Linked DNA regions of Sus scrofa: region 2 is linked to region 1. A link is a contact called in public targeted proximity ligation data. All regions are on one chromosome and are shown on one strand. The core of a region is the stretch at or near the end of the contact, and the rest is flanking DNA. Distances in the headings are between cores, read along the strand shown.

What was found.
Region 2: a targeted proximity ligation map of skeletal muscle shows a contact between it and region 1. A contact is called at or near these places in 1 of 47 Hi-C or Micro-C datasets (embryonic fibroblasts) and 2 of 2 datasets of targeted methods (alveolar macrophages and skeletal muscle).

Annotation. Positions count from the first base shown.
Region 1 is chr4:15,747,034-15,752,265 of Sscrofa11.1, forward strand. ANXA13 (annexin A13) reads left to right here. Exons shown (of 11, transcript XM_013996500.2): 5 at 1,881-1,914; 6 at 2,016-2,095; 7 at 3,745-3,813; 8 at 4,225-4,326. Among named protein-coding and RNA genes, the nearest start is that of ANXA13, 42 kb to the left of the region's middle.
Region 2 is chr4:15,887,721-15,892,694 of Sscrofa11.1, forward strand. No RefSeq gene overlaps it. Among named protein-coding and RNA genes, the nearest start is that of FBXO32, 5.7 kb to the right of the region's middle.

The DNA.
Region 1 (5,232 bases), core at 1,723-4,222:
CATTATCTGAAGATCCTTCCCTCTTCCATGATACCCATCGTGTAGAAGAGGGAGGCCCAGTAAGGAAAATGCCAGAAAAACCTAACATTCTTGGAGGCTTCTGGGTGGGAAACAGAAGCCGCGGTTGGAGCAGACAGCAAGGAAAAACCGCAACCGCGTCCTGGCGCTAAAATGCCATTTAAGCCTGGAGTGCCGATGACCTGAGCTGGTTCCTCCTGCTCAGCCTGTGCTGTCAGGCCATGTTTCCCGAAGTATCGTCATATTCCACACTGCAAAACCCTTCCCTCCTCACCCCTGGACTTCTTTTCTTCCCGCAGGATAACAAAACCCCTCCACCTGGGCAGTTTTCGATTAGCGTGCCTTAGAGGAGGCAGCGCTTGCACAGGAGGATGGCATCAATCTGTCCACTAACCACCCAGCTTTCCTTAATATTCCTCTCCTTTCCGCAAGTACCAAAGTCCCAGCGACCGGGCATCCAATATCTGAGCAGCCTACCTTGGCAAGAAGGTTAATTTGGCTCATGCTTTTTCTAATCTCATTTGTCCACATGTGGTTCATCCTCAGCCAAGTTTCTTTCAGGTCCTGGTCTCAAACAATGAGCACAGCCTTTTTTTCTTTTCCAATCAGCTAGATCGGACGGTAAAAAGAAGAAAAGCAGGCAGAGAGCAGACCCCGGGTTCAGGCAGGTCCTGGGAGTGGGCTGGAAGGAGGAGAAAGCAGACGGGCTGCAGAATCACAGGTGTCCAGCCCCTGCCTGCTTTCCGCTCCCTCCGTCCACCCTGGCAACCTCAGCCTGGCTCCTCACCCTCTGCTGCCCCCTCCACCTTCTCCCTCCACTGCCCGCTGACTTTCCTTTAAAACAGTTTATGGGAGATGCTGTGGGGAAATGTCTGCTCTGACACACTGCTCGTTCAAGTGTACACCGAGGCAGCTCCCAAGTGGGCCAGTCGGCACAAGCTACCGAAACAGACAGCCCTACCTCATTTTAATAAATAGACAGCCCTGCCTCGTTTGTTTGTTTGTTTGTCTTTTTGCCTTTTCTAGGGCCGCAACAGCGGCATATGGAGGTTCCCAGGCTAGGGGTCCATTTGGAGCTGTAGCCACCCACCTACACCAGAGCCACAGCAATGCAGGATCCGAGCCGAGTCTGCGACCCACACCACAGCTCATGGCAACACCTGATTCTTAACCCACTGAGCGAGGCCAGGGATCGAATCTGCAACCTCATGGTTCCTAGTCGGATTCGTTAACCACTGAGCCACGACGGGAACTCCCTGTTTTCATTTTTAACTAAGGAGAATGTAAGCTAAGGGACTCCTTCACTAAATCAGAAAGAGAAGGACAAATACCATATGATATTACTGATACAGAGAGTCTAATACATGACACAAATGAACCTATCTACGAATCAGAAAGAGACTCACAGACAAAGAGAACAGACTTGTGGTTGCCACGGGGGAAGCGAGTCGGGGGGAGGAATGGACTGGGAGTTTGGGGTTAGCAGATGCAAATCATTACACATAGGATGGGTAAACAAGGTCCTACAATATTCAATATCCTGTAATAAACCATAATGGAAAAGAATATACACATACATATAACTGAATCACTCTCCTGTACAGCAGAAATTAACACAACATTGTAAATCAATTATACTTCAATACACTTTTTTTTTTTTTTTTTTTTTTAAAAAGGACTCCTTCATAAAGTCAGGGGCTTGTTCCAGGCCTAGACCTTGACCTGTCCGGATGGCCCCTCTGTATCGGAAAGGAATGCTGTGTCCAGAGACAAGCTCCTGCCTCTTCCCTTTGCATGTCTCTGCCTATCTTATCTATTAACCCCGCCTTGGAATATTGATCTTTTTTTATTACCTTTCCCAGGAAATCATCGCCATTAAAGAGGCCTACCAAAAGTGTAAGTGACCTTTTGTTCTGACTTTAGATAAAGAATGTTCCTTCCAAAATACCTCTGGGAAACTAAATCTGCTCTCTCTCGTCCTTTTTTCTTCTCCAAAGTATTTGACAGGAGCCTTGAATCAGATGTCAAAAGTGATACAAGCGGAAACCTAAAAAAAATTCTGGTCTCCTTGCTACAGGTAAGCGTAAAGAGGTCTTGCCTGCTTTGGGATCGTGAGATAAAGCCTGTGGCAACTTGGCACCACGAAGAAAAAGGCGATATAGATAATAAACCCTTCCTAATTTTATTACAAATGTTATCGAGGGACTGTCGACATGTGTCCTGTCAGCCCAGCTATTGTGAAATTACTCAATGGCAATTTTCGCCATGATCACAAATCTGCCTAGTTATTTGCAGTTGGCAATCCTTTTTTTGTTAATGAGTTATTTCATCAAGCATCATCAACTCATTTTGCCAGTGAGGAACCCCCAGGTGTAGGTAAGACAAAGCTCAGGTGCAAGAACCAGCCCCATCTGACCCCAAGCCGGGCCCTTTTCATGACACAGCTAACTCCAGGACTCAAGGAGTCTAAGCCAGGCTGCGGGGAGTTTGGCTGGGAAAGCAGGGCTTTCAGAACTGGCCCTGCTTAGGACACAGCCCCCTGGCCTCCAGCCAGATAGCATCTGCACTCTCATTGACACAGCCGTCTTGATGAGCTTTGTGGGCTTCCTCTGTTTCATTACTCTGCTGCTGGAGAGACTGACAGCAGAGAACACACAGAGCAGGCTTCAGCTGTAGCAGGAAGAGTGTGTGAGTGTTCTCCTGATTCAGAACAAAACTGCCACAAACTTAGCAACCTAAGCAGTGCAGACCTATGATTGAGCAGTTTCCACGGGCCAGGAGTCCTGTCACAGGTTAGCCGAGTCCTTGGCTCAGGGTATCTCCAGGCTGAAATCAAGGTGTCATCCAGGCCTGCCATCTCCTCTGAGGCCCCGGGGTCCTCTTCCGAGCTCACTGACTGTTGGCAGATTTCGGTTCCCTGTGGCTGTGTGGCTGATGGTCCTAGTTCCTTGATGTTGACCAGAGCCCACACTCGGCCGGTAGAGGCCATCTGCAGTCCCCTGTCATGTGGCCCCATAGACAGTGCAGAGCACGGCTCTTTGGTTTCCTCCAGGCCAGAGGAAGCACATCTCTAACTTCTTCCATCTCTCTGACCTTTTAAGAGCTCACCTGATTGGGTCAGGCCTCCCCCAAAGAGCACCTTTTTTGATGAACTCAACTGATTAGGGATCTTAATTACATCTGCAGACATGCCCCTTGCCATACACGCAAAACATGATCACACGAGTGATACCTCACTATGTCCATAGGTCTTGCCCACCATCCATGGGAGGGGATTAAACAAGGCGGTGGGCCGTTGAGGTCATCCGAGAATTCTGCCTGACACTCAGGGCTTAGGTGAGACCTCAAACCTTCCATGACCAACGTTCAGGGCTCTTCACGACTGAGTCCCTGAGAGGCAAAGTTTGATATTTTGAAAGGAAGACTATTAGCACCTCAATGGACTCATTCGAGGGGACATCAGGATGTCGCTCAGAGGTCAGTGGGGTTTCTGAGTGACCCTGGTTGCTAGGAGAAAAAAAACGTACAAATGTGTTGGTCGCAGAGGCTACTCTGTTCATCAGTTGTGCCCAAAAGATGGCAGCAAAGAGCAGCGCTGCCACTTTGCCCGGATGAGTCCAGCTTCCGGCCACCCCTCTGAAGCCACCCGTCTTCTGGGACTTGCCCTCTTTGTTTTTTGTGGTCAAGCAGGAACTCAAGTTCACAACAATGTGTTGACTTTTCTAGGCTAATCGTGAAGAAGGAGATAACGTGGACAAAGACCTCGCAGGTCAGGATGCCAAAGATCTGTATGATGTGAGTATGCAGACCTGCAGGCTCTGCAAATTCTTTTCTTTTTTCATGAACATTACTTTCAACAAAATGTTTCGTTCTGGCATGTGAATTGGAATTAATTGGGAAATAAGTATGATCTTTAACATATTTGTCATACATACAGTCTTCGTGTACCTAAAAGAATTGTTCCTATTCTTACACCCTGGGGATAACCACTTTAGATCTCTTCTGGAACGCCTGAGGGTATAAATAACATAAACAAATATGTGAGGTATACTTGTGGGCTAGAAGGTGGAAATACTGCGGCGATCAATGCTGCTTCTATTCAGCGCACATTTTATCATTCCCGGTAAGGGTGACTTGGTCACAGCTCTATACATTCAGTCTTTTTGCAAAAAGCTTTTTCAAAAGTGTTCGCACTCTGCCGTCTAGGCAGGGGAAGGCCGCTGGGGCACGGACGAGCTTGCCTTCAATGAAGTCCTGGCCCAGAGGAGTCACAAGCAGTTACGAGCCACCTTTCAAGCCTACCAAGTGGTAAGTGATCCAGCACAAGGGCAGCTGAAACCGAATCTCAGGCTATTTCCAAAAGAGGTCCAGATCTGAGGTATGGAACTAGGAGGGGCTTTTACAACAGAGCTTCTCATCAGGGGTCGTTTTGCCCCTCCCCCGACCCTTCGTGGCTCATCGGTTAACGAGCCCAACTAGGATCCCTGAGGATGTGGGTTTGATCCCTGGCTTCACTCAGTGGATCAAAGGGTTAAGGATCCGGTGTTGCCGTGAGCTGTGGCATAGGTCACAGATGAGGCTCGAATCCTGTGTTGTTGTGGCTGTGGTGTAGGCCGGCAACTGCAGCTCTGATTTGACCCCCTAGGCTGGGAACCTCCATATGCCATGGGTGTGGCCCTAAAAATAAAAAAAATAAAAAAAATAAAAAATTCAGCCTCCAAAAGTTAAATAAGATGTATGCTTACCATTTATATGCTAAGCCTACAAATGTTTGCTGTTATTATTATCACAATTTACAGTTGGGCTAACAGTGCCTGCCTACCACTTCCCAGAGACAGATAAGGATAATACCTCCGACATACACTCCTGAAAAGATGTGTATAAATCACTTTTATGCAATTAATTTTTTAATCTAATCATTTTAAGCCAACAAAGCTGAGTTATCTATTTCAAGGCACACAGTGGTTCGCCCTTCCCTGAAAGTCAGTCTTTGGTTGTAAGAAGCCCCTTGTGGAATATCAGATTTTTTTTTTTTTATATATTTGTGGATTGCTTTTAACTATTCAAAGCACTTCTGTGCCCTGTATCTCATTTCAATTTCACAACAGTACTGCAACTCTAACGTAGGCTGAAGGGCCACTGTTACCCACAATTGCTGGACAAGGAAAGTCTGTTATGAGTAAGGAAGCATCTGTAATGTATCAGGACCACACA
Region 2 (4,974 bases), core at 36-2,535, 140 kb after region 1:
GCAGGTAACACACCTGAGTCTCAGTCTCTTCATCTGTGAACTGGGAATAAAGCATTTACCATGCAACACTACATGAACATGAGTGATAATAAGTAAGTAACCCATAAGACACAATGTCTAGAAGAACTTCGGTCTGAGCTACTTTTGCATATGAGAAATCTCAGAACTAAAATTTGCTACTCAACCATTCAAGATGCCATTTGAAGAATTATAGACAGGTATGAGTATATGCATAACCGAATCACTCTGTTGTACAGCAGAAATTAACACAAAACTGTAAACCTTCTATAATTCAATAAAAAGTTTTTAAAAAAGAATTATGACAGGCTAGTTTTTTTTGGGTTTTGTTTTTTGCTTTTTAGGGCCACACATGTGGCACGTGGAAGTTCCCAGGCTAGGGGTTGAATCAGAGCTTCAGCTGCCAGACTACATCACAGCCACAGCAACACAGGATCCAAGCCACATCTGTGACCTACTCCACAGCTCACAGCAACAGCGGATACTTAACCCACTGATCGAGGCCAGGGATTAAACTCGAGTCCTCATGGATACTAGTCAGGTTCATTACTGCTGAGCCACAACGGGAACTCCACGAACAGGCTAGTTTTAACCACCTTCAGGAACTAATACTGTATTTAAAGTTTTACATCCATAACAAATTTAACATAAAAATTGAAGACAACAAATTTAACCTTCACATATTAAAATTTGTGGGGGGTTTTTTTGTGTTTTTTTTTTAGCAGTCTGGGCTATTGATGTAAATGTTGTGGTTTCATTCAACTCCCTAGTTGATACAAAAGTTAGTCGTTTTGCATCCAAACCCTTTTTGCTACTTATTAAAAGATAAAAAAGGAATTTTCATTAAAATTGAGCAACTGAGCTATAAAAGAGGGAGGATTATAGCACAATGTCCTTGACCCTCTCTCAGAAACAGAACCAGGCCCCCATCTGAGGAATAGCAAATGATTCTCATTAAAGTAATGAGAATATTTTCAGTGACATGTGTCTGACCGACTTTAATTCAGTTGGCAGGACCCATGGCAGCCACAGGCCCAGAAATAACACACAGCTGGCAGTTCCTGCTCAAACACACCTAACAGACTTATTTCGCACTGTTTCAAGGATACCCTACCCTAGACAGACGGGGCACAAGGTCATATGCAAATTGCTGTGGCATTAAACAATACATTCCTCAGGAAGACATTGGCAGGTTGAACTTAAGACACCAGCTCTGCCTTTAGGACATTTTCTCTGACTTGAACAGGGCGGGCCAATGGATCTGGCCGATTCCAGCCCCTCCCCAACCCAACAAGCTCAAGCTATTTTTAACTCACAACTACTGCTGATAAGTATTTTTCGCACACACACAAAATACCCTTTTAGAAAGAGAAGCTCTGAAAAAAACAAAATATCATGACATGTCAGTGCGAAGTAGCCAATCCCTCTTCCAAAGCTATAAACGAATGTCATTTTGGGTTAGAAACATATTTATCATAGTTATTTCATTTATCACATTTTCCACAATCCTTTCTACAAACAATTTCTCTAAACAGCCGTAGGAGGCAGTAGCCAGGCTGAAATTACTCCAGATTTACCTTTGAAAATGCAGTCTTTGGAACAGAATAAGGCCCACTTCTGCAGTTCAAGTGCAGTAAATAATAACTAATAATAGGTAAACTAGCATTTCACTGTTCAGTTTGCTCCAATAGATACGTTTCCCAAATCTGGAAATTAGCTAAGTAAGCTGTGCTGCATGCCCTCAAAACCTAAAATTTAGTAAGGAAGACATATGGGCTTAAGCAAGTTCTGCCTAAAATGATAATAACTACTATTGGTATCAGTACTATCCTAGATACTTCATATGTATTACCTCAATAAATCCTCACAATATCCTCGGAGGTAGGTACTGTCATCCTTCCCATTTCACAAGTGAAAAAAGAGTAGCACAGAGAGGTTAAGTAATTTGCCCAAGGTCACACAGCTATGTAAGTAGGGAACTAGGATTTGAACCCAGTCAATCTGGCTCCAGCTAGGGCTGAGGACAGACCTGGGTACCAGCCTGAATTCTACCACATACTAGCTGGGTGATCCTAGACAGGTTATTTAACTTTTCTGAGCCTCCCTTTCATCATCTATAAAATGGGAATAACAATACGTAGCTCATAGGCTTTTGTGAGGAGCGTCAAACAGGGCAAAGTGCTTGCCACACGCTTCAGCGTGGCTAGCTAGCATCTGCCATCAAGGTAACAAGCATATTAACACATCTTTTTTCTAGGATGCTACCTTTTGACCACCTTTTTCTCTATTTGCCTCACCAACTGGTAAGGCACACCACCAGAGAATTCAGATATGCAGGCTGGGATTGGGGGGCTGCCGACTCTCCCACCTCCCTACTCTGCAATGTCCTTAGAAGTAATAAGATGTCAAAAGATGAAGTCATGGGACTAACAGCATCCCACCATAGTTCAACATTTATCGTGGGGGTTTTCTGTTAGGTTTTTTTTTTTGTTTTTTGTGGGTTTTTTTGCTTTTTTTAGGGCCACACCCGCAGCATATGGAAGTTCCCAGGCTAGGGGTTGAATTGGAGCTACAGCCGCTGGCCTGCGCCAGAGCCACAGCAGCGTGGGATCTGAGCTGCATCTGCGACCTATACCACTGCTCCCAGCAACGCTGGATCCTTACCTCACTGAGCAAGGCCAGGGATCGCACCCACATCTTCACAGACCGTAGTTGGGTTCGTTAACCGCTGAGCCATGAAGGGAACTCCTTTATTGTGTTATTTATTGTTCAGCTGTCATGTACCAAGCATCATGCCAGGCACTGTGATAACTAAACCACTAAGACACAGACCTACCACCAAGAAGCTCACAGCCCCATAGGGGAAAAGCACGTGTAAATAATCAAATACCCAGCATTGTGATCTCGTCAATCTGCTACACAAAGCTGTTCAGAAGAGGCAAGGCCTAGGGACCCCTGCAATGGAACCACAGCCACAGTTCCAACACTGTGGGCAATGTTCAAACCATCACATCGGTCTGTGCCTTGTGAAAGCATCCTTCTGCCGCTATATCTTCAGTCCAAAACCATTACAATGATATTTTGTCTTTGCAGCTCTCAAATGCTCAGCCATGATAAGGACTCCAGGCCCAGAGCCTTTGCAAAGTCAAGTCAACATCTGATGTGAAGGTAACTGGTCTAGACATGGCCTAGCACATTCTTTATCTTGAGGGGCTCAGCATCACAAGCCTTCTTAGTTAGAAACCATGTGTTGGAAGAAGCGTCAAGTTAGATTTTTAATGGTGTGGGAAATCTAAAGCAGTCACTCATACTTCAGTAAAGTCTGGGCTAAGATATGACAGACACTTTTTTCTTTTCTTTTTTTGAGAAGGAAGAGAAAGCCAAAGGACAAGAGACAAACACTGAGGTTCCTGCGATTAGTTCTTAGCCAGAAAGACAAGGATGAAAAAATTGTGATTTCATAATTGTGCCTGAATTTTTGAAGTTAAAACTTCCACAAACCTTTATCCACTCAACCCTTTTTTTGTAGTAGTTGACTACGGATACAATAGTACTGTGTAATTAAAAAAACCACTATAATCTCAGTGGCATTCAACAGTGAAAATTTATTTCTTGCTAACATACCTGTGGGACAACTGAGGTGTCTATTCCATGTGTCACATCCTAGGACCAAGACTTCAGGAGTAGTGGTCTCCCACAGTACACTCTTGTCGTGGCACTGGTAGAAGCACAAGAGGACAAACTCAATGAGACAAGCACACACATTATATCCTCTGCTCACATCATATCCACCAGCACCCATTGACCAAAAGCAAGTTACATAGCCGAGGGCAGTGTCAAGAACCAGGAAAGTACGGGTTTAAAACTATACCACAAAGCTACAGTGATCAAAACAGTGTGGCACTGGCACAAAAACACACACATAGATCAATGGAACAGAATAGAGAGCCCAGAACTAAGCCCATGCAGCTATGGTCAATTAATCTACAACAAAGGAGGCAATAATATATACTGGGGAAAAGACATTCTCTTCAAAACTGAATAGCTACATGTAAAAGAATGAGACTAGAACATGTCCTCACACCATATTTTAAAATAAACTTAAAATTAAAGATATAAATGTAAGATCTGAAACCATAAAATTCCTTGAAAAGAACATAGACAGAATACCCTTTGACATAAACCATAGCAATATTTTTTTGGAAATAAAAGCAAAAGTAAACAAATGGGACCCAATTGAACTTAAAATCTTTTGCACAGCAAAGGAAACCATCAACAAAATGAAGAGACAACCTACTGAATGGGAGAAAATATTTGCAAATGATATGCCTGACGAGGGGTTAATATCCAAAACATATAAACAGTTTATACAACTCAGTATCTGAAAAACAAACGACCTGACTTAAAAATGGGCAGAAGACTGGAGTATACATTTCTCCAAAGAGTACATACAGATGCCAACAGGCACATGCAAAAATGTTTAACATCACTAATTATTAGAGAAATGCAAATCAAAACAATGAGATATCACCTCACACCTATTAGAATGTCTGTCTTCAAAATGTCTACAAATAACAAGGGTTATTTGTGAGGATGTGGATGTGCACTGTTGGTGGGACTGCAGACTGCTGCAGCCACCATGGAAAACAGTACTGAAGTTCCTCAAGAAACTAAAAACAAAGTTACCATGTGATCCAGCAATCCCACTTCTGGCAACATATCCCCCCAAAATGAAAACATTAATTCAAAAAAATACATGTAGCTCAATGTTTATAGTCGAACTATTTACAACAGCCAAAATAGCCAAGATATGGAAGGAACCCAAGTGTCCATCAGCAGACAAATGTATAAAGCAGATGTGATACACACACACACAGGAATATTACTCTGCCGTAACAAAGAATTAAATTCTGCCATTTGCAACAATATGGATGGACCTAGAAAGTAATATGCTTA